Regions from separate parts of the Mus musculus genome. Here all the other regions are linked to region 5. Evidence: chromatin contacts called from public HiChIP or PLAC-seq, Micro-C and promoter capture Hi-C data. All regions are on one chromosome and are shown on one strand. Each heading gives the region's core, a stretch centred on a gene start, on an enhancer-like site or on the middle of the called end of the contact. The rest is flanking DNA. Distances are from core to core; before and after follow the strand shown.

Region 1 (4,164 bases), core at 327-2,826, 450 kb after region 5:
GTAGGTATGTATGTGAAGGGGTGGGCCAGAAAACAAGATGGTCTTGATAATGTTCACAAGTAACTTGGAGCTGAGGTGACACAGGTGCCAAACCCCCAAAGTGGAAAAGACGGTATTGGGCTGGACGTAAGTGTCGGGGTGAGCCCTGGGCTGGCCAAAGCCTGGTCTGCGCGGATGAGAGAGGAGGGTAGATCATGGTATGCCAGGTGAACGTGCCTGAAAATCTCTCTAGGGAGATAGTCCTGGAGATGGCTGGATGCCTGTAAGGCAGGCAGGCAGGCAGGCAGGCAGGCGATGTTAAGCTATTAAATTCTTTCCTTTCATTCCCCTCAGTGTTCCCTATCCCTGTCTGAAATTCAGATGCCTAAACAGTGGAGGATGCAGAGAAGGGCGTGGTGCCAGGGCTCATGAACTTGGTGTGTTCTTTCTGCTCTGTGGTCTGGTCTAAGGACTGTTTATAGCATTAGATCAGGAAAAGGAAGACCCCCCTGGTGTAAACCCTGAGACCCACCCCTGCAGATCTCAGTGTTGTCTCAAATAGGAAAACAACCAATTCTGACATCCTGACAGAATCCTAACAGATTTCTGTTTCTTTCAAGTGTTTTCGCCACAAATGTAATCCTTTTTCTTTCCTTAAAACCTTACGCTGTGGTCTTGAGTTCGAGTTTTCTAGCAGTGTTTACTGCCTGTTTTGAAGGGGTGGGGAAAACTGGAGGGGCTGTCTCTATACTGTCCCCAGCTCTGGACAAAAGCAGAAGCCATGGTCTTCTGCCAAATCGGCAAAAGTGAGCTTACACACCACTCCTGTGTGGATTCCCTCTCGTTCCACGGGAGCTGTGTGTGAGTTGTGGAAGCGTCAGCACGTTTCCCTCGGGTGAGTCAGAGTAACGCAGGTGCTGGGAGGAACGGCGTAGAGCGACTTTCTCTCAGTGGTTCATTGAGGCCGAAGTCCTGGCTACAGAGCACTGCCCAGGTGTCCAGAGCACCGGAAACGTACAGATCAGGGACAGCCCCTCTGACATCCAGAAGTCTGCAGATTCTTGCTCTTCATTAAGGAAAGGCCGATAAGAAGCGGGATCGGGATAAAGCAAGGGACAGGAAGCCCGGATTTTATTTCTGCAATATTCTATAAAATCAGGCTCTGTCAAAGTTTTGAGGCTGAAACCACCTCATATTTCTTCTGGAGGGGAATGATAGCCGTACTGATACTACGCTCTGGCCATTCCCATCAGAGTCCCATCCACAGTTATATGGCTAGGCCCCATGAGGAGGTCATATGTGTCTGACATGTCTGTCATTTGCTTTTATAAAACCAAAAGTTCCCCAGATATGTATAATGAATATAATGTAACGTTTTACAGGCCAAGTGAAAGGCTCTCCCCGAATCTCTCTGCCTCTGCCTCATTCTTTCGGCTATGCGTTCAGGTCACTAGGTCCTCGTGACTGAAGTGTCACTCTTGATGAATAATGCGGGGCCATGCTGAAATATTTGTGGCTGAGAGCTGGACCCTCGTCATTGCCACGCATTTTGTCACCGAGGCAGGGTAACCCATGGTAACTAAGCTCAGATCAGTTAAGGGGCAGAGAGCCTCCCCTCTACTGCTCTATAAAAGAGACCCAGCAAAGGGACCCTCGCTGCTTTGAGCTCTCAGTGTGGGCGAAGGTGTGGGAAGAAACGCCTAAGATCTCCGCAGCAGAGCACTCCAGCTGCAGACACAAGGCCAGCATGTCACCGAACTTCAAACTCCAATGTCACTTCATTCTGATCCTCCTGACAGCTCTAAGGGGAGAGAGCCGCTACCTAGAGGTGAGCCATCCTTTCTCGAGCTTAACACCTTTCTATCCCTTGAGTATTTAGCCAGGGACAGCAGACCAACTTTTGATCCTTTCTCCCTGGTTCACCTAGACAGCTTTCTCCGTGCCCCTGAGCATCCTAACTGCCTGCCTTTCTCTGGGCTGGGTACCCTAATCTGGTGGAAATAGTCTTCGACTCACGCATAAACTCTGAACTCAGGAGACATGCCCCACTGCCCCCTGCCCCATTTGCTTCTCTGAGCTGCAAAAAGGGCTCCCTGCTCCTGCTTCGCTTTCTTTCCCTCCCCCTGAACTTTTCCAGACGATCCACTTTCCTCTCCAGGTGCAAGAAGCCGCGGTCTACGACCCTCTCCTGCTCTTCAGTGCCAATCTGAAGCGGGACCTGGCAGAGGAGCAGCCGTACCGACGGGCTCTGCGTGAGTTGGGGCTGTCCAGTGTGTGGGTGCCCGGGAGGCGGGAGGCTAAGAACCTAGGACACAGGCTTGCAGGATATCTGGTCGGGGCGGGGGGGGGGGGGCTGGCTGGGACCCCTGGGTTGCAGCATCCACGCGGCTCCTTCCAAGCCAGAGCGAGGGAACCCAGTGCAGCCTAAGCTGGGAGCTCCAGGTTGGGGCGCGCTGCGGAGCCGGGGAATGGGGCGCGCTGAGAGCAGCTTCCCAAGACAGCTGGGAACCCCGGGCTCCATGCTCTCTCCCAGGGTGCCTGGACATGCTGAGCCTCCCTGGCCAGTTCACCTTCACCGCAGACCGGCCGCAGCTGCACTGCGCCGCCTTCTTCATCGGCGAACCCGAGGAATTCATCACCATCCACTATGACCTGGTCTCCATCGACTGCCAAGGCGGGGATTTCCTGAAGGTGAGGGGGTCCCCACTACTCGCGGCCCCAGCCCACGTTCCCCTAAGCGCGTCCATGTGGGGGACAACTAAACCTCTAAGTGCTCGAGTCTCAGAAACTCCCTGGGAGAGCCCCGGAGGCTGGATTCCTAGGAAGGGTCTAGCGCCAAACGCTGCAGGTCTAGCGCCCCTGGACGTCGATGGTTTAATTTCCCTTCTGTGCTCTCCCCAACTCCTGGGAACTTCCTAGCACTTGAACTTGCAGTGTGAGACGCTATGATGCAATCTGCGGCGTACAAAACATGGCAAAAATAATTAGCAGGAGCTCTCCAGGAGGGTTCGCTTGCGATCTGAGATCTGAACTCATTTTGTAATTCCAGGAGCCCGGGCTGATGGTGGTTTTGAAGTAGTGGGGCACTGGTTGGGAGAGGGATGCTGCCAGGAGGTAGAGCTTGAGAGAAGCAAGAAGAGGAAGAGAACTCCCAGCTCCACACATCCCATTTCAGCCCCCAGAGGCCACAGGATAGAGTTCTACCGCTCCAAGAAACATTCACATTTTAGATCTCCAAAACCACTGGTGAACCTGTCAAGCTTGTTAGAAATAATTTGCAACCCGGCAGTTGGTAATTGTGCTATGATGGACTCATTAAAATGGAGACCTGCGGTGATTTCTGAGAACCGGGTCAACTGACTTTGACCCTTTGTCCCAGGAGGCAAAGAGGAAGTCTTACATGGCTAACCAGGCAGCACTGCCAGATTTCAGCATTTAGAAATATTTTAAAAAGTAGCTTGAGGTGATGATATATACTAATATATATATTAATTAATATATAATAATATATTAATGTGAAGAGTGAGGCACTGGCAATGACACCTGCTGCTCTGGATCCCCCCACGCCCCTCCCCCCATCACTTTGACACAATCACCCTTTGTATCCCAAACTCACGGTGCTCCCCCTTAGCCTCTGTGGTACTGGGGTTACAATCACCCTCCATCATATCCAGGTTGGCTGTTGTTATTTATTCTTTGAGATCTGTTGTTGCCTGCATTTCACTGATTAGAGGAAAGCAGAAGCCAAATTGAAGTGAAATCCAAGCAGCGCTCCCGAGAGTTGATCTCATGTGGAAACGAATGAATAAAATCAGCGTCGTCTGTAGTTAATGCCCTTCTACCAAACTAGGTGATAAGGTATAAAAAAGTGTGCCAACTTAGCAGCCTGAAGGCTTATGCAGAAAAGATAGTGCTTGCAACCAAACTGCACAGTCTTAATAAATACCACTGAAAAGCAAGCAGGCTGTGAGTCCCGGCTGTGGCTTCCCCACTTAAAAACCGAAGGTTGTTAACGTCCCCTCTTTACAACACATTGTGATTTTAGAAGCTGGTGAAAGCGACTGTGTATGTCTGTACTGTTGTTGTTGTTGTTGTTATTATTATTATTATTATTATTATTATTATTATTATTATTATTATCATTTGAAGGTATTTGATGGTTGGATCCTAAAGGGAGAGAAATTC
Region 2 (4,328 bases), core at 1,493-3,992, 370 kb after region 5:
CTACTTCATGGGCATCCTCAAATGCACTCTACAAGAAAGGAGCCACTATCATGGCCAGATAACATGGTGGTAATTACACTGTATGAGGTAGGAAAGACTGGAGGATCATCAGAGATGAACTGGTGTCTCTCTTCAGGAGTAGGCTGGCCCTTTTCAGAATGGGATTCTGTTGAGTAGGCTCAGCATCATCCAAACTGAGGTGTTTTAGGGCAGGAAGGGCAGAGACAGCAGCATACACCAGGGCAGTTAACAGACGACCCAGGGCGTGGGCCTTCTTGAACAAAGAGGTTAGTTTCCATGTTCTATCCCAGGATCAGTGAATCAACCCTCCAGAGAGGAACTTGGACCCTACCATAGAAAAAACACCCCAGAGGACCTCACTGCTGCACAGTGGTCCCTTGAGTCATCACTGGCTACTTTAGAATTGTCCAGGATCATGTATGTAGGTACACACACACTACATAAATACATAAACACATGTAAAAAGAACACATTAAAATACTAACTTATGGCCCCACTCTCTCCTAGTTCTTCCCTTCCTGGTAACAGCATTTCTTTGTATAGATCTGGCTGTCCTGGAACTCTCTCCAAAGACCTGGCTGGTCTCAAACTCAGAATTCCAACAGCCTCTGCCTCCCAAGTTCTGGGACTAAAGGTGTGTGCCACCACCGCCTGGCCGCTTTCACCTATTGATTGACATAAGGAATGTTTAGGTTAGATTACACTCTGTGCTTTTAGAAGTCAATTTTCTGAAGGGAGGGTCCTGGAGCCACACCCTGAAAGCTGTGGTACAGGCGGTGGGGCAGGTACTCCTGAGAGAAAGGAAAGATTTTTGTTCTACTTCATATCAGAACCTCGTTTTATCCCTAGGTGTCTTTAAATAGACAAAATGCTAATCCCATTTCCATAAGTGAGAAATCAAAACATAGTGTGAATAGTTTATCCAAGGTTATAGAGGCACAGAAGGAGAGAAGCCAGACCACACCCAAGGCTACACAAAGGAAAAAGCTAAGTTCCATTCACATTCCCAAAGAACTTCTTTGAGACACAGCCACGGGAGACCCCTCCAGAGATGTTCCATTAAAGAGAATTGTCTCAACCCTTGGGCTGCTTTTTCTGACCACTCTTGAGTGTGTGTCCGTGTCCATTACCTGTCCATTTCTGTTATCTAGAAAGGAAGCATTCTATTTTCATGGCCTATTCAGGACCATTTGCTTCTCTTCCTTTGATTTCTGGCTGTGTGTGATCCCGTTGGGGCAGAATGAACAGGCAGAAGACTAACCATCCATCAGGCATGTTGAGGTGTGACCCAGATCTTGCATCAGATGGAAGCTGCATTCTACACACTTATGGGACATGGCGGTGACCACTTGGCTCAAGGCTGCGCAGATATTAATAACTATCAACAGTGACTGCCTGACCCTTCCCTCTGGAGTGGAACCCCTCTGCAACATGCCAGGTGGATGTCCTCAAACCTGAGAGAAATGGCTAACTCCGGTCTCTCTTCTAACTCTGTCATCATTTCAGAGCTGTCCAGGACTGCAGCCAGCCCTTCCTACATTGAAATCCCCTCTCCGTGGAGACACCTGCTTTGGGCTCATCCGAGTCTCTTCCGTTTATGAATCCTTCCAGTATCTTCTCTGTAATTCAAACCACAGTTTTCTTGAACAACAGTAAAGTCTGACTTATTGTCCTAGTTTTAATTTATTTTTAAGATAGGGTTCTACTATGTAGCCCAAATGGTCTCCAATTCTTTATGCTCCTGCCTCTGTCTCTGTGGGGGAGATTCACTCTGGTCCTTGGACATGCTAAGCATGTGCTCTACTACCAAGCTACACACCCCAACCCATGCTTATATATTTCTTTGGAACATGGGATCACGATGCAGAAGAGACCCGAGTGGAATCAGGTATAGAGCAACAAGTTGTGGACAAATTTCAGTCATAGACTTGAGCTTGGACATTTACAAACTGTGCCAAAGAACTGTGTAACCCCAGAGGCAGCAAACATTCTAAGTTCCATCTCCTATTCTGTAAAATGGGAAGACAGATGGAGCGGGCACATACAGTGCTGAGGGCATTAGACAAGCTAACAGTACTGAACCATTGGCGGTTAGTGCTTCCCACACATCCAGGTTTGTTTAATGACACTGGATAACAGATGAGTTAATCCCAGAACTGGTGGAACAATCCTGGCACCCCAGCACTTAGGAGGTCGAGGCTGGAGAATCGTCACAAGTTTGAAGTCAGGTGGGTAGTAGGGAAAGAAAGCTTTCGCAAAAAGGCAAACCAAGACAACAATCAACAAAACAATAACCAACAAGAACCCCTTTCATATCGGTCCCGCACTGCCCATTACACCACAAAGCCTTCCACACCAATTACTGAAGACAAAGGCAACTAGCATAGACTTTCTAACATTCACAGGATGACCTCACTGGTTCTCTGAAGTAATTAAAGGTTAAAGATAGTTTTGGACATCGCCCAGGCTCTAAAACCCTGGGTCCCAACCTTCCTGTCATTTGCATTCCAATGTAGCCACCTCACCGGTCCAGCCTCACCCGCAGGCGACTCCAGCAGCCAAGTGGACGCTGGCCAGCACACGGGAGCTACGGTCAGGCTGTGCTGGGCCAGGTGGCCCGGGGTGTGGCCTGCGTAGGACGTTCGAGGGGGCGTGGTCTCCTGGGGGCGTGGTCTTCCGCAGGTGCGTCTAGGGGCTCCGGTTTCACTGAAACAGGTCCCGCCCCAGGAAGGCTCAGTGAAGCTCGTGTTAAGGGAAGGGACCCTGTGCTCAGAGTAGGGCTCCGAGTTTCGAACCACTGGTGGCGGATTGCCCGCCCGCCCCACGTCCGGGGATGCGAAGTCTCAGCCTGGCGTGGCTGCTGGGAGGTATCACCCTTCTGGCGGCCTCGGTCTCCTGCAGCCGGACCGAGAACCTTGCACCGGGTGAGCTCGAGCGGCGAAGGAACGCTCTGGGCTGGTGGGGGAATCGGGGAAGGCGGGCACACCCCCTGGACACTCTCTGTAGCTTTGATGGGGGTCCCTAACCAGGACCAATCAGCCGGGACACCTAAGTGCCACCAAAGACGCGCTAGAAACAATCCTGGTCTGGGCACTTCCAATCTCTACTCGTCGACGTGGTTCGGGGAGATAAGGAAGGAGCGCCCGCAGGACTCAGCCTCCCCTCCCTGCGGTCGTTCCTTTACAAACACTGAGTCAGTAATTGGTTTTCGCGGACCCTGCGAACTACGTCCTATAGGGTCTTACTAGACCCCCGGATTATAGCAGTTTGATGGCTCACGTATGGGTGGAGTGAGTGGGAGCCCGTGCCCTGGGAAGTTCCCACCTCGAGTTTTACACTCGCACCCACCCACTCACTGAACCCTTTCTTTGCGGGTTGAACCACAGTGTTCAAGACCCACTCGGGGCTACGGTACCTGGCATCGCAGTGGATGCGCTGGGCACGGGACTCAGGCGGTTTGAATGTCACGTGGTGGTAGAAGGGGCCCTTTCGGACCCTTACCAGGTGAAATCTCCAGCCTAGAGATTTCGAGACCTTCCCGCCGCCGGGAGCGAACACTGGCAGCCACCCAGGTCTCTCTCTGAGGCTGCCATGCCCAAGGAACCGAACTGCAGGAAAGCGGTTCGGGGCGGTGCTCCTCTGGCCCGCTGCCGGCTTGGGCGTTGCAGCTCCTGGTGAGCTCGAACTGGCCCTTCTAGAAGCCACGGAGACCTCTGTAGGCTGTAGGGTGGGGTGGGGGGGTGTTTGCTACCAGTGATAGCGCTATTGCAAAACCCGGCCTGGCGTTTCCGTTCTAAACTTGCTGTAGTCTTAAAGGCTATTTCTCACTTTTACTTTGTCGTTAAGTTGTAGAAGAGCGTCCAACCCCTCTCCGTTTGCCTGTCATTTAAAGTTAGAAATTTAAAAACTCAGGAACAAAGTGTGTGCAAACTTAAAAAAAAAGTGGTTGGAGGTGATTACTTTCGTGATTTACCTAGTATAGGAAGCATACCCTGATTAGTCGGCTTCCTCTGTTTTCAGAGTGAGGAGATTGGGAGGTAGAGGTTCCTAGCGTACGTGGTGAACTTGATTTTAACAACAACAACAAAAAAATTGGGTTACTTGTTAACCCGAGCTACTTAATATCCCAACTTGGCTTTTCTCTCTGCATAATTATGCTCCATTGCCGGTAACTTTCCTAAAGAGTTAGTCTAGTAACAGAGACTTTAGATACCGGGAGGTATTGGGTCCGTCCCCCCCCCCCCATTGTAATTAAATTAATTTTGGTTAGGACACGGGGCACCTTGCTTGCCTTCTTTGCTCATGCC
Region 3 (4,496 bases), core at 482-2,981, 300 kb after region 5:
TGTGTGTGTATGTGTGTATGAATGTGTATGTATGTGTGTGTCTGTGTGTGTATGTGTGTGTGTGTATATGTGTGTGAATGTGTGTATATCTGTGTGTATATGTGTATGTGTGTATGTATGTGTGTATGTGTATATATGTATGTGTATGTGTGTATGTATGTGTGTATGTGTGTATGTATGTGTATGTATGTGTGTGTATGTGTGTGTCTGTGTGTGTGTCTGTGTATGTATGTGTGTGTATGTGTGTATGTCTGTGTGTGTATGTTTGTGTGTGTATGTATGTGTGTGTCTGTGTGTGTATGTGTGTGTCTGTGTGTGTATATGTGTATGTGTATATGTGTATATATATATATGTGTGTGTGTGTGTGTATGTGTGTGTGTGTGTGTTTGCACCATAAGCATGAAGGTACTAATGGAGACCAGAAAAGGGCATCAGAATCCCTGGCACTGGCATCACAGGCAGTGATTAACCACACGAAGTGAGAACAAAGAACCAAACCCAGGTCTCCTAAAAGAGTAGCATGTGCTCTTGACAACTGAGTCATCTCTTCAGCTCTGCCACCATAGGCCCTTTTATTTTTATATTGTATCTTTGAGTCCTAAAACTCCTTTAGAGACAAAGGTACTGGGTATAGCAACCATACTACAGCCCAGAATAGGACAGGCACTTGTTGCTAAGGTTCCAGGAAAGTCAGACAAATGGCCCTGCTGTTGTATCGGGACCATGAGCTGAGTTAGGACAGCCACAGGATGATGAGGGAAGAGGGATCTGCATGTCTCCCATCCTCAAGCAGACTACCCCCCCACACACACACACACCCACCCACCCACACAGAGAGATGGCAAAGGCACCAAGCATAAGAGTAGGGCTAGGAATGTGGCTCAGTTGATAAAATGCTTTTCTGGCAAGCACTCAGGCATGAGTTCCATTCCTAGAACCCATCTTTTTAAAACAACACAAGGTGTAGTGGTGTATGCTAGTTTTCCCGGTGCTGAGGAAGCTGAGGTCAGTAAGCTCAGTGGGGAGAGCCTGGCCTACTTGGTAAGGTTCAGGCCAAGGAAATCCTATCTTAACAAGGTAGGAGCCATGAGGTGGTCAGAGGATCAAGGTATTTGCTGCCAAGTCTGATACTCTGAGTGTGGTCAGTCCTTGGGGTCCACATGATGAAGGGAAAGAATAGAGCTCTCTCTGACCTCCACATCTGTGCCATGGTATACATAGACACACACCTACATACATATCCCTACCCAAACACACACACATACATTCTCCTGCTGCACATACACCTCTACACAAACACAGAGACACACCGACATATATACACACCTATACACATATCTCTACACAAATACACACACCTTCATACACACCCCTACACAAACACACACACATGATATACCCTTATCCAAATACACATACCTACAAATATACCCCTACTCTACACATATACCACCTATACAAATATACACACACCTATACACACACACACACACACACACACAAATAAGAGGACACAACTTGGGTGGGCACACCATTAAAAATAACTTCCTTACCACAGTCATATTCAATTGGTCAATCTAGACACAGGTCACCCAAGGCCACCTAGAGTCAAGGAGACATAAAACTGGACAAGGTCTCTTCAGGGAAAGGATTTCAAAGCCACTAGACCAAGCCATAGGAAGGGATGAAGACTTGAACCCATTGTTGCAATGTTCTTACAGAATGACTGAAAACTCATCTTAGTAACACCAATGTTTAGCTTACCATCCACTGTTGCTAAAACACAGTCCAGTGTCTAAGATTTTTCAGTTATTTTAATATGTTTTTTAAAAAACAACAAAAGAATTGTAAAGTATCCAAAAGAATTGAGACCCAGACTCAAAGTAGACAGCACACGCCTCCGGAGGATCGGGGAAAGATAAGACCTCGAAACAGTGCCAATTTGTATAACAGGAAATGCAACGCTGCAAGCCTGTTGTGGTTTGCTCTGTTCTGTTTTGCGGTTTTGTCAAAGCTGGAAATCACTGAACCCAGGGCTTTGCACTCGCCAGGCAAGTGCTGTACCACAGAGCTCCATCACCAGCCCGAGTGTGGCAGTCTAGTGGAAGACTCAAATAGGTCACTTCCTCCAGCAGAGGTTCATCGGAAAATGACCAGTCATGGGAAAAAATGGTGTGATGGAGAAGTTTCCACCCTGCAGTGCCAGCATAGCCTGGGGGACCGCTGTTAGTGGTCTGGTTCCAATCACAACCTCTGACTTTTTAAAGTCATAATAATCATGCTCTCAGTGTGACCTTGGAAGAAGGCTGGCAAAGGCAAATGTCATGAGCTGTGTTCGTCTCTGTTTCCGATTTAACTCAATTTCAGTTGCTATTGTGCTTCTTTTGATACGTAAGCTTTGCTTCCTAAAATGGCCCTGTCTCAGATGCTATCTGTAGCCTCATCCTCCTATTTTTTTTTTTTTGAATAACCTTTTTGCAAGAATTCCCATACGGAATCATGTAGGCATATCTTATTTCTTGACACGGGCATATTCAGTCCCACTCGTTGGAAAGGAATCATTGGAAGGGTGGAGCATTTCTCTCTGATAGGAATGAGAGATAGGCAGGGCGGCGATGGTGGCGCATGCCTTTAATCCCAGCACTTGGGAGGTAGAAGAAGGCAGATTTCTGAGTTCGAGGCCAGCCTGGTCTACAGAGTGAGTTCCAGGACAGCCAGAGCTACACAGAGAAACCCTGTCTCAAAACAAACAAACAAACCAACCAACAAAAAGGAATGAGAGGTAGAACTTGGTAGGGCTCAGAGAGTAGGCCATAGGTCCACGAACTACATTTGTATTTAAGAGTCAAATTACAGGGATGATGGGATGGTCCAGTGTGTAGATGCTCTTGCCACCAAGCCTGATGACGTAAGTTCTCTCCTCCGGTGAAAGGAGAAGCTGACCCCCTACGGTTGTGTTCTCACCTCCACACATGTGCCATGGCATGTGTGATACATACGTTACATAAATAAGTACATATTCTTTTAAAGAGCCTGGATGTATAGGCTTAAAGTGAGCTTGGTTTGTGCACTAGCTCTTGATGGGGAGAGCTTTGCCCTGTCATTGCCCTATTCAATGGGCAGGTATGAATGGGTGCACAGTGCCTTTCAGGCCCTACTTTTCCTCCCAACCTTTCTCACCCGCTCCTCAGTCACCAAGTATATCTGCTTCTGAGAGCCCAAAGCAAGTGTTCTTCCAGGTACACGGGAGGGGCCCCCAGGAAGGTGTCTGAGTTAGAGACTGTAGGCAGGATGTTGGGTGATGGAGGACTAACCTTGCACATGGGAGGAAGATCGGCATTCCAGAGCTTCAGATCACAAAGTGCTCCTGGAAAGCAGAGTAGGAGATAAAGCCATAAAGCTGGCAGTGTAGGTGGGGCCAAGTGGATGGGTTGGCAAGCCACACTTGGCCAACTGGACTTTACCTGGTGGAAGCCCTCTGAGCCTATCAACAGTTTACTGATTGGATGTGATTTGAGCTTTGGAGAGGGGGTAGCATGAAGATGGACAAAAGGGGTAAGCAAGAGTCAGGGCTTTGGGGGGGGGCTCTGACATTTGACACTCCGCCCCCAAAACCACCTACATCACTTTGAGCCAAGTTCAAATCTCACACCCTATTAGACCTCATGAATTTCAAAGTAAATTCCCATTGACTAAGAGAACTCAAAGCAGCTCTGGATACTAGAGCTTGCCTCCAAGTCTGCCCTTTCAAACTCTGATCTCCGTGCTCCCGCTTCCTCCTCAGCTCTCCACTCCTACCCTCACAGAACCCACAAGGCCTGGGCCTGCGCAGTGATGCTCACATCAGGTCAGTCTGCTTAGGCCAGATCTCCCTTGGGCTGTCAGAAGGCTTTAAGCCTGGCAAGCCCGGGAGAAGAGTGAGAGCCCTTTGCTTCACTCTGGACGTAGGAGTTGTCAGCCAGGGTCAGTCAGCTCAAACCTGGCCTTTGTTCCATTCTGCTGCTTCCCTCAGGCTCCAAGTCAGATGCTCTTCTGGGATGGTCCTCAGGCAGACTCTCATATCCTACTGAGAGGCAGGTCCAGGAATCCCATAGGAGGCAGCTGGGGCCTGGGTGCTTAGAGGGAGTACCTGGTGATTTTCATGAAGACGGCCAGCTCTGCTCCACCATCCTGAGGAGAAGGGCTTTGAAGCACAGTGAACGCCTGAGCCCCTCTCAGGAGTCTCTCAGAGCACTTGTGAGCCTGTTCCTGCTGTTTCCCAGAGGCCTGCAGACAACCTGAGCCTGCCTCTGGTGTTGAGTCTACAGACTCTCCAAGACAATGCAGAACAGAGCATGTACTTGAACAAATCCTCTCTCTCTCTCTCTCTCTCTCTCTCTCTCTCTCTCTCTCCCCTTTTTTGCTATTTTTGATGCCTTAAGTGACTTTGCAGTAACTACAAGTGGTCGCTGAGCCTGCCTGTGCCTCCATCAACAAGGTAAGAAGACCAGGGTAA
Region 4 (4,522 bases), core at 257-2,756, 500 kb before region 5:
AATGGGGATGGATGGGATTCCCCATTGTGGTAAAAGAACTGCTATCCTGCAGACCAAACACAACTGCACACACTTTTAGAATATAAACATATGTATTTTCTAGAAGGATTTTTAGATTCAAACATGATTTCAAAGGAGTTCATAATCCTAACAGAGGACTGCTCTGAGAAGAGGAACCTAAAACTGCTAGCTTTTAAGGAACAGTGAAGTGTCAGGAGAAAGATGGGAGGCAGCCAGAACACCGGAATTGTGTGGAGAGCAGTATGAGGGTCACTGGCCAGAAGGGGGCAAGGAAGGCCCCCAGCATGCAGATCAGGAGGCTGCCTTGACACCCGTGACAGTTTCAGCTGCCCCTGGAGCAGGCCTCAATTATAGTTTGCTAAGAAAACAATTGAGATAAAGACACTGAAGAAGAAGGGAGAGATGCAGGGAAAACCACAGAATAGAAAGCCAGGGTGCAGCCAGAATTGTGCAAAGGGAATTTCTCTTTTATTCAGCATTGGTATGGTTCCAGAGGATAAGTAAACTAAGTCTGAGCTGTGACTGTCTTTCATTAAGCCATGCAGGGAAGATAAAATAGGCATGGATCTGCATCGAAGAATGAACACTTCACTAGTCTCAAATCAACCACTGTGGTAATTTGATCCGTTTTAATTTTAATTACATTTTCCCTTATGACTTGTTTGCAGACCTGGTAGGCAACCAGAGTTGGGAATTGTGGATTATTTTAGTAACAAATGAGCTGGTATGATCAGACGCCAAAATTGTTTCTTAAAAACATATTGCGGTCAGAAAGCGATCGGACTTTTGGAAAATACGTTATCTGCCATTTATCCCTGCTCTTTGCAAACAGGCAGGAGAAATAACGTGAGACGAAAACAGTAGCATTTCTTCAGTTTCTGGGTTCAGAAGAATGGTGCTTTAGAGGGTGACACGCACCATTCCACTACATTCTCGGCACTCTTTAACCTAAGCTGAAACCACAAGATACTTTGAATGCTTCTCTTTGCTACTGGTACAACTTAACTGAAAAGCGGACTCGGGGAATTCAAACGCAATCTCTAAGAGGCGGAGAACGAACCAACGTGTAGCTGGCCGCAAGGTGACTTCTCCCGTCTTAACTGCACGCAAAGAGAGGGCGAGCACCAGGCCCTTCCAAGTTTTCTTTCACCATCCTCCAATCCGGCCCCATTTAAATCTAATTCTTTCTTAATAAAAAACAACGTTCTGTTTGGCTATGTCCCCACGTCCTAAAGAACAGGACCTACTTAGTTCGCATCACTTGTGTCTTCTCTTTCTGGCACCTCCAGGGACGATGCTCCCAATCCTGCCAGGGAGGAACCGGCCTGGGCGCCGCCACCGGGATCCACCGTCTCGGCGAAACCTCGGCTCCTGACTCGCTGCGACAGACGGCGTCGCCGCCGCAACCAAAGCAAGCACAGCGGCTCCCCTAGCAGCCACTTGACAGTTTCAAACTGAGGGCCCTGATGAAAGACAGCCCTAACTATTGGTCCACAGCTTCAGCAATCTTAAACTTGATTGGTCCGTGGTAAGTGGGCGGAGCCCAAGGTATCTCCGCGGGACAAGCCGGAAGTAGGAGATTTACAGGCAAAAGCCGGCCCAGAGTTCCCAGAACAGAGCGCATGCTCGGTGCTGCTCTGTGCCTGAGGACTACTACGGGGCGGCACTGCAGACAAATTTAATTATCTTCGCAAATCTGTGAAAGCTGAGTGCTGTTTATTTTCAACAATGAGGATGACATAGGCATAAAGCCTCGAGATTTCGTTTCATGCACAGATAACAGGCCGCAAGGCCACTGGCCCGGCAGCTGCTCTCTTAAAAACACAAATGTCCGATGCCCTCTATTGATTTCTTTAGTTTTGGGTTAGGGAGTTTAACGAATAATGTAATTATGAGGATGAGGGTATAACAAACTGCCAGCCTAAGTTTTTTGTTTTTTGTTTGCTTGTTTGTTTGTTTTTGACTTGCAACTCCAGGGCATTTCCCTTGGTTTATTCTGTGTGGGGTATTCAAAAATTTAAACATAGATCCTAACTTTGGTGACATCTCAGCTAAAATAAAATACAGAAGGCTAAACAGGGAGAATCCAGTGTAATTCACTTCTAAATCCATAGCAACGTAATTTAATACTGTAAAATTGTTTACTATCACAGACCCAACAGATAATTCCCAAAGTAGCCCTTGGCAGCTACTTTAAACCAACATGACTGAGTCTAACCAGCCTAAGTTTTACTGATGACCTAACTGCTGTAAGCTGCAAACAGAAACTTTTGGTGGAATATCGCGACCTTAAAAGACAGAACACAATTACAACTTAAAACTTGGCTTTAGTAAGTACTCATTAACACCTTCGGTAATGCTACCCACATAATACGGTCTAGGGAGATAAAATGAGTTAATATATTAAAACAGACATTTCGGACCCCAGACTAGAAAAGAATAATCTGTTCGATCCCCCCCACCCCTTTTGTAACCTACATGATGTCACTTTCTTTTTTCTGTATACGGAAGTGGCACAGCTGCAGCCTCACCTACTTCTGTTTGTCAAGAGTTAGACTTTTATTATCTTTTAAAAGTTATGCTCTCTCTCTCTCTCTCTCTCTCTCTCTCTCTCTCTCTCTCTGTGTGTGTGTGTGTGTGTGTGTGTGTGTGTGTGTGTGTGGTGAGGGGAAATAGTCTCTATTTTCACCACGTGTGACCTGACTTGGGGGTTGAACGCAGGTCATAAGGCTTGGTGGTAAGTGCTTTTACCCATTGAGCCATTTCACTGGCTCTTATATTTGAATGATAACGAAGAAGATCACAAAAAATTTTTGTTGGCATTAGCTGTGTTGATTTCCTCCCCTAAGCTTATTTTAAAAGACAAATTACTACCACTAGAAATAATTTTATACTTCGTTCTAATAATTGTTGTTCAGTTGAATACTACATGGTGACCCTGTTGTGTTTTATAAAAGGAGCAGGGGTGGTGGTGGCAGAGGTGGTGGCAGGGGTGGTGGAAGGGAGCATTTCAACGGGCCCTGCCAAGGTGTCCCCCAGAACAACCAACCCATGTGACAGGCCAAGTATAAAAGGGAGTTTATTTGGGACCTGGGGGAGGGGGTAGAGGCAGAGAAAGGGGAACAGAGAGAGGAGAGAGGAAGAGGGGAAGAGGAGAAGAGGAGAGAGGCCAGCTGGGAACATGTGAGAGGGTGGGAGGGAGGGAAGGAAGGAAGGAAGGAAGGAAGGAAGGAAGGAAGGAAGGAGGGAGGGAGGGAGGGAGGAAGGAAGGAAGGAGGAAGGGAGGGAGGGAGGGAGGGGGAGGGGGAGAGAGAGAGAGAGAAAGAGAGAGAGAGAGCATTTGAAGCTAGGCTGGTACCTGGTTATTGCTAGGTAACTGTTGGGCAGAGCCTAGAGGAAATGCTAGCAGACCCCTGCCACTGTAATCCAGTTTTTTCTTCCTCATCTTTGTATGTGTGCTACTGTGTGTGGAGGCCAGAGGTCAATGTCAGGTGTCCTCTTCGGTTATACCACATCTTATTTTTTGAGACATGGTCTCTCACTGAAACGGGAGCTCATTGATTTGGCTCCTGTAGCTGGATAATGAACAACAGCTTGTGATGCAGGGATTTCAAAAGTAAAAACTGCACACGAATCGCATGGCTGGATGAGCATCGCGGGAGGCTGAACTGAATAGTTAGAGAAAGATTTGAGATTTTACGTCAAAGATAAATGATATATTTTTAGGTTTTCAGAAGAGATAAAAACAACTTGGAAGAAGGATGTGAAAGACCCACAACGTGAGGACTCTCCCACGTTCTGAATCAGGAGAGGCAACACCCCAAATCACTCACAAGAAACAATCTTGATGCAAACTGCAAGAGGATTTTTATCCCAAGAGCACTCTGGTACCCACAGTCATACACCACTCAGGGTTAGAGGACCGTGGGCCACAAGTGCAGAATTGTGACAGCTTTTATGGGGTTACAACAAAGAGCCCACATAGTGCCGGCCAATCGATTTGTACCACTCCATAATTTCTAGGCCAATCATTTTAAATCATCAAACCTGTGCCCCGAGGGTTTGGCCCAATCAGTTTTCTATGGCCCCGGTGGTTCACTTTTGCGTGGGTTCCTGGGCGGGGGAGGCAAAACGCAGTTTCGGTGTGTAATCTTTTCTTCTATGGTGCAAGCAGTTTACAGAAGCTAGATAATCGGTTAGTCAACTCTTTTCCTGTTATCTTACTAGGTCAGAATCATGGTATTCACAGAGAACAGGGCCCTGGAGCGGCAAGAAGTGTGGCCTTTTACCTATACTCTGGCAGGGAGCAGGGTCTGGAATTTGTGGTATTTAGGGCTTCTTAGGAGGCTGGAGTTGGGGCTGTGTTTTCTATCCTTTCAGATGAAGAGAAAATAGAAATGAGCTATTTTGAAGATAGAATTTATGAATCTTGTCGGAGAGAAAAATGTCAAGGACTACTTTCAGGTACCTGGCTTGAGAATGGATAGTATTGTCATATTGT
Region 5 (4,363 bases), core at 1,862-4,361:
CATAGCAAAGTCATGCCTCCAATAACAATCACAGCCATAATGTATCATAACATTATGATAATAATGGTGTCATGCTTAGAAGTTCTTCAATATCATGCATCAAAAAAAAAAAAACCTTTCTTGCCTTATTATTTTTTTAAAGTGTGTCGGAGCCTAGTAAGATGGTTCAGGGTGTAAGGGTGCTTGCTGCCAAACCTGACTGTCTGAGTTCAATCCCCAAGAGCAACATGGTGGGAAGAGAGAATCAGGCCACCACATTGTCCTCTGACCTCCACACCTGCACCATGGCACACAAGCGCCCACGTGCACACACACACACACACACACACACACACACACACACACACACACACACACGTGCTAAATAAATACTTGCTTTAGAAAAGGAAATCTAAACAAAACAAACTCCAAGGGGCGTTTTCTCCCCCACAATCTGGCTTCGGTTTGTCTGTTTGTTTCCCAATATCCTCGCAGTTGAAGACACAGGACAATGACCATGTATTTAGTTGAGTCTGTGGTCTGAGGTCAGATCCTAAGAACAAATAACCTACCATTCTGCAGGTGAGTTTCTTTCCAGAGAGGTGGTGTGTGGTGATCTGTGAGACAGCACAATGCAAACAGAGATGACAAAGATTGGTTCCAGCCACTTGCAAGATACAAAAGCACTGCCTGGGCTGGAGAGATGGCTCAGCGGTTAAGAGCGCTGACTGCTCTTCCAGAGGTCCTGAGTTCAATTTCCACATGGTGGCTCACAACTATCTGGTATATCTGAAGACAGTTCACTCATATAAATAAGAATAAATAAATCTTTTAAAAAAAAGAAAGAGAGAGAGAAAGAAAGGAAGAAAAAAAAGAAAAGAAAAACACTGCCTTAGATTGTGTCTTAGCATTAATTTCTCACAGTGACATCAGCTGTCACAGAGCCCCAGATCCTCTAGAGCGCTCAGAAGCCAGCAAACTTAGAACTACAATCTTCCCACTTACATCTTTGTGTTTATGCAAACATAGAGGATAGATTTCACTCTATCCAGCCCACCTATGACTTGTTAGCATTGAAGGACCTTCAGCCTGTCTGCAAGAAAGCATCATGCTTCCTGAGGTCAACTTCATAGAAGCTCTTCTTTCCTAACGTCTTCTATAGCCCCTTCCATCCAACATCAGCATCTCCACCTTGTTTGCTCTAATACATTTTGTAATCTGGCCAGAACTCACCTTTTCTCAAGTCCAGAACATTCTGCGATTCTTATGCTCAAAACCAAGAAGTCATGGGTGGTTGTTGTAGCCCTCATATGCAAGCCCAGCTCCTGGGAGATTGAGGCTGTGGGGTCACAAGTAGGGCAAGATCCTGTCTCAAAAATAAACAAACAACAAAACCACCCTAGAACGCCTTTAAGGGCTCTCAAATGTCCCTTAATTGTCATAATCGACCACTTGGTCTGACATTCAGAAAGTGCTCTGCTGCTTAGTAATAGGTTCCCAGCCCAAGCTCAGGTTCCAGCTCATGGCTCCCATCCTTGCCTGTCTCTTAGGATAGGATGTTCTCCACCCAACTCTTGCCTATTTTCAAACTCCACCTGACACCACACTTTGAAATCATACCACCTTCTCAGGCCATTGTGGTTTACAGCGATTTCCTCCCACCTCTCCTCACATAGACCATCTACTTCTTGAGGCCCTGCATCCTGGTGTTCATCCTGAGAACTGATGTGTGAGGAGTTCATCTTTGATGCACAGAATACGCAGTGCGTTTTAGAGTCCAACATGGCGTCTCTGAGACATGGAAGAAGCCTGGCTGACAGGCTGGTCACAGGATGAGTATTGCTGACCTGTGGCCATAGCATTAGAAGCATCTACTTTTGTGGGGAGGAAAATCCCTTTCATCCCATTCCAACAGGGTGAGAATCCAATGTCTCTAGGGGTGGGGGTGGGGAATCCTCTCGCTCTCATCTGATGAGACTTCCCTCTTCCTGTGCACCTAACTCATAGGCTGGCACAACTTCAGCTTCACTGACCACTTGTGAGAAACGCAAGTTCATGAGCCTCAACTCAGACCAACGGAACTGGAGGCGGGGCGGGGTCCAAGAGTCTGAATTTCAAGTTTCAAGAGTTCATTGTGTCTCCCAGAAAGCAGCTGGCTGCTCTCTGTAGATTTGCTTAATTAAAGGTGACTAGTGTCGCTAGACCACCTTTCTTCGGCTAAATCATCTCTTATGACCCTCTCTTTTGATGATTTTTTTTCAGTCATGTGATCACCCACATGCCCCACGTTTGTGAAAAAGCAGTGGCCCATGTTTGGGGGGGGGGGGCTCCCACATTCCTCCAGGCTCCAAGCAACCGCATGAAAACCGTGCTTTTAAAACAGCTACTTGTGGTTTCTGTCTCAAAAGCTGAGCCGGAAAGGGGTTTGTGGTTGTGCGACCCCGGCTGGGCCTGAGCGACAGTTTTGCACATTGGGGGCGGGCTGGCAGAGGGGTGGGCGGATGACTGGCAGTTGTGTTCTGAGTGTTGTTTGGAGGCTGTTAATCTTGCTCCTGCAGCCCGCGCACGAGCTCACCCTTACCGTTTCTTGTCAAGAAAGGGGAATCCTGTGTCTCGTAAGCCAAAAGTCATAAACAACTTTCGTTTATACCCCTAAATGCGAGAAGCAGGCGCTCGCGGGGCTCGGGGGTGGGGTGGGGAGGTGAGTGTGTGAGGGTTGTCCCCGTGCAATCTCTCTAGAGGAAAAGGAACTGCAATGTTTGTCTCTCAGTCACTGAGCAACACCCAGGCGAACTGGGTGCCTGTGGTCTGCTGTGGTTTTTCTTGCTCTTCCCTGCGCTGGTTCACTTCCACCCTCCGGATGCTCCAAGTCGCCCTCCATCTGTGCGCTGGGCTCCAGCTGCAGGGGTCCAGGGTGCCTCTCAGCCCCTTCCTCTCGCGGGAGGCGGGTCCTCGCAACCGGGCGCTGCGCTGTGCGGCCAGTAGGGGTCGCTGCACGGCGGCGCGCTCCCACCGCGGTGAATAACGGGGCCGGGCGGGAGGAGAAAGGAAACCTGCTGGGGGAGGCGGTACGGCCCGCGGGCGGGCGGGCGGGCGGGCGGGCGAACGAGCGAGCGAGCGAGGGAGGAGATAGTTCACTTTTGCCCCGGTGTCAGCGAGACGCGGCCGCCGCAGGCGCGAGTGAAGGAGCACCGAGGGAGCGGAGCGGTCAGCTCCGAGAAGCCGGGCGAGGGCAGCCCAGAGGTGGGATCGGAGCGCGCCCGCCGGGCGCGGAGCCCGCGAGCCTGGCCAGCGAGGGAAACCACGGGGGGCGCTCCCCGGGAGGGCCCCCAGAGCAGCGCAGGATGCCGCACGAAGAGCTGCCGTCGTTGCAACGGCCCCGCTACGGCTGTGAGTGTTCGGGCTCCCGTTGATCTCGGGGCGCCCCTCTCCCTGGGACGGCGTTGGGGAGGCCGAGGGGCTTGAGGGCGCGCTGCGGAGGGCAGCGGCTGGCAAAGTTGAGAATTGGAATTGCAAAGGAGCAGGGCGCGGATTTCCAAGCCCCTTTCTTCCAAATTCCTAATTGCAGCTTCCAGCTAAGTCCCTCCACCTCGCAAGCCTCAGCAGCTCTGGTGCAGATCAGGTTGTGGTTTAGGGGTATCAGGTGAGGAGCCCGCCTTGCTTTGGGCGCTGCCGGCTCGAGCCAGAGGGTGGCGTAGGGGATCCGATGCTTCCCACCCAAAAGGGGCGGAAAGTTTGTTTGCTGTCGCTACAGGTGGGCAGCGCAGCTCCTGTGCCCGCGCGCTCTGCGAGAGGTGAAGGCACTTTCCTGGAAGGGCAGGCTTCTCCTACTAGTCTCTTTTGGGCCTCACCTGAGCAGCTAGAGCCACTTAGGCCCCACAGGTGTGAGGCCCTTCCAGCCAAGGCCTCCAGGGACACGTACCGCCCCCAGCCACTTTCCCGGTGGCTCTCCCCGCCCCCGATCTCCTGCGCGGGAGGATTTCTGTAAGGACAGACTCTGAGCCGGTCTGATTGAAAGTGACGGTGTCGGTTACCCAGCCCCGGGCTGCCGGCGGCGGAAAGAGGTGGCTTTGACTAACAAGAGGGAGCCAGATTATCGCCAACCACGTGGCCCCTTGTGCAGAGTTCAGAGTCCTAAATATGCGCTAGGAAGTATTTCCTTTAAAACAAACAGAACGCTGGCTTCTTCTCCCGGGTTGGCCCTGTCGACAAACGCATGGCCACGAACCATGGGTTAATCTTTTGCTTGGACTGGTCTTGTTAGACGCAGTACCAGGTTTAGGTTAAGGTGGTGACAACTGCAACAGAGTTAGTGTGTTCATGTGGTTTGTGGTGTTTGGTAGGAGCACGGATGAAATTTTTGGAAGAGGGTCGCCAACTTCCC

Evidence for each region. Promoter capture Hi-C pulls out the DNA fragments that hold promoters and counts their contacts. A called contact is a pair of places that touch in the nucleus more often than the background predicts. HiChIP or PLAC-seq counts read pairs in DNA pulled down with a chosen protein or histone mark.
Region 1: a contact with region 5 is called in an H3K27ac HiChIP or PLAC-seq map of embryonic stem cells, with 2.3 times the contacts expected there. The contact joins the promoter of Crhbp here to the promoter of Iqgap2 in region 5. A contact is called at or near these places in 5 of 39 promoter capture datasets (3T3-L1-derived adipocytes, embryonic stem cells, hematopoietic stem and progenitor cells and 2 more) and 5 of 115 datasets of contacts at active chromatin or transcription factors (embryonic stem cells, memory CD8 T cells and stem cell-derived neural progenitor cells).
Region 2: a contact with region 5 is called in a promoter capture Hi-C map of embryonic stem cells, with 2.8 times the contacts expected there. The contact joins the promoter of F2rl1 here to the promoter of Iqgap2 in region 5. A contact is called at or near these places in 4 of 39 promoter capture datasets (cranial neural crest, embryonic stem cells and liver), 3 of 484 Hi-C or Micro-C datasets (CD4 T cells, embryonic stem cells and regulatory T cells), 16 of 115 datasets of contacts at active chromatin or transcription factors (bone marrow-derived macrophages, craniofacial prominence, effector CD8 T cells and 9 more) and 2 of 9 other capture datasets (liver and pancreatic islet).
Region 3: a contact with region 5 is called in an H3K27ac HiChIP or PLAC-seq map of DN3 thymocytes, with 4 times the contacts expected there. The contact joins the enhancer-like site here to the promoter of Iqgap2 in region 5. A contact is called at or near these places in 4 of 39 promoter capture datasets (embryonic stem cells, liver, neutrophils and 1 more), 13 of 115 datasets of contacts at active chromatin or transcription factors (CD8 T cells, DN3 thymocytes, embryonic hindbrain and 7 more) and 2 of 9 other capture datasets (embryonic stem cells and liver).
Region 4: a Micro-C map of palatal mesenchyme shows a contact between it and region 5, with 1.8 times the contacts expected there. The contact joins the promoter of Poc5 here to the promoter of Iqgap2 in region 5. A contact is called at or near these places in 6 of 39 promoter capture datasets (the HPC-7 cell line, HPC-7-derived erythroid cells, hippocampal neurons and 2 more), 3 of 484 Hi-C or Micro-C datasets (muscle stem cells, palatal mesenchyme and regulatory T cells), 4 of 115 datasets of contacts at active chromatin or transcription factors (acute myeloid leukemia, effector CD8 T cells, embryonic stem cells and 1 more) and 1 of 9 other capture datasets (liver).

Annotation. Positions count from the first base shown.
Region 1 is chr13:95,442,243-95,446,406 of GRCm38.p6, reverse strand. Crhbp (corticotropin releasing hormone binding protein) reads left to right here and starts at 1,576. Exons shown (of 7, transcript NM_198408.3): 1 at 1,576-1,807; 2 at 2,138-2,231; 3 at 2,513-2,670; 4 at 4,129-4,164. The coding sequence starts at 1,727.
Region 2 is chr13:95,523,654-95,527,981 of GRCm38.p6, reverse strand. F2rl1 (coagulation factor II (thrombin) receptor-like 1) reads left to right here and starts at 2,742. Exons shown (of 2, transcript NM_007974.4): 1 at 2,742-2,945. The coding sequence starts at 2,855.
Region 3 is chr13:95,590,631-95,595,126 of GRCm38.p6, reverse strand. No RefSeq gene overlaps it. Among named protein-coding and RNA genes, the nearest start is that of F2r, 26 kb to the left of the region's middle. Within about 2 kb of position 1,731, at least 50 of the 459 cell types and tissues checked have an H3K27ac peak or open chromatin away from gene starts, as enhancers often do. A contact at or near this core is called in CD8 T cells and DN3 thymocytes, where this site is marked.
Region 4 is chr13:96,385,278-96,389,799 of GRCm38.p6, reverse strand. It overlaps Poc5 (POC5 centriolar protein), which reads right to left and starts at 1,506. Exons shown (of 13, transcript NM_026173.3): 1 at 1,269-1,506.
Region 5 is chr13:95,890,670-95,895,032 of GRCm38.p6, reverse strand. It overlaps Iqgap2 (IQ motif containing GTPase activating protein 2), which reads left to right and starts at 3,111. Exons shown (of 36, transcript NM_027711.1): 1 at 3,111-3,369. The coding sequence starts at 3,324.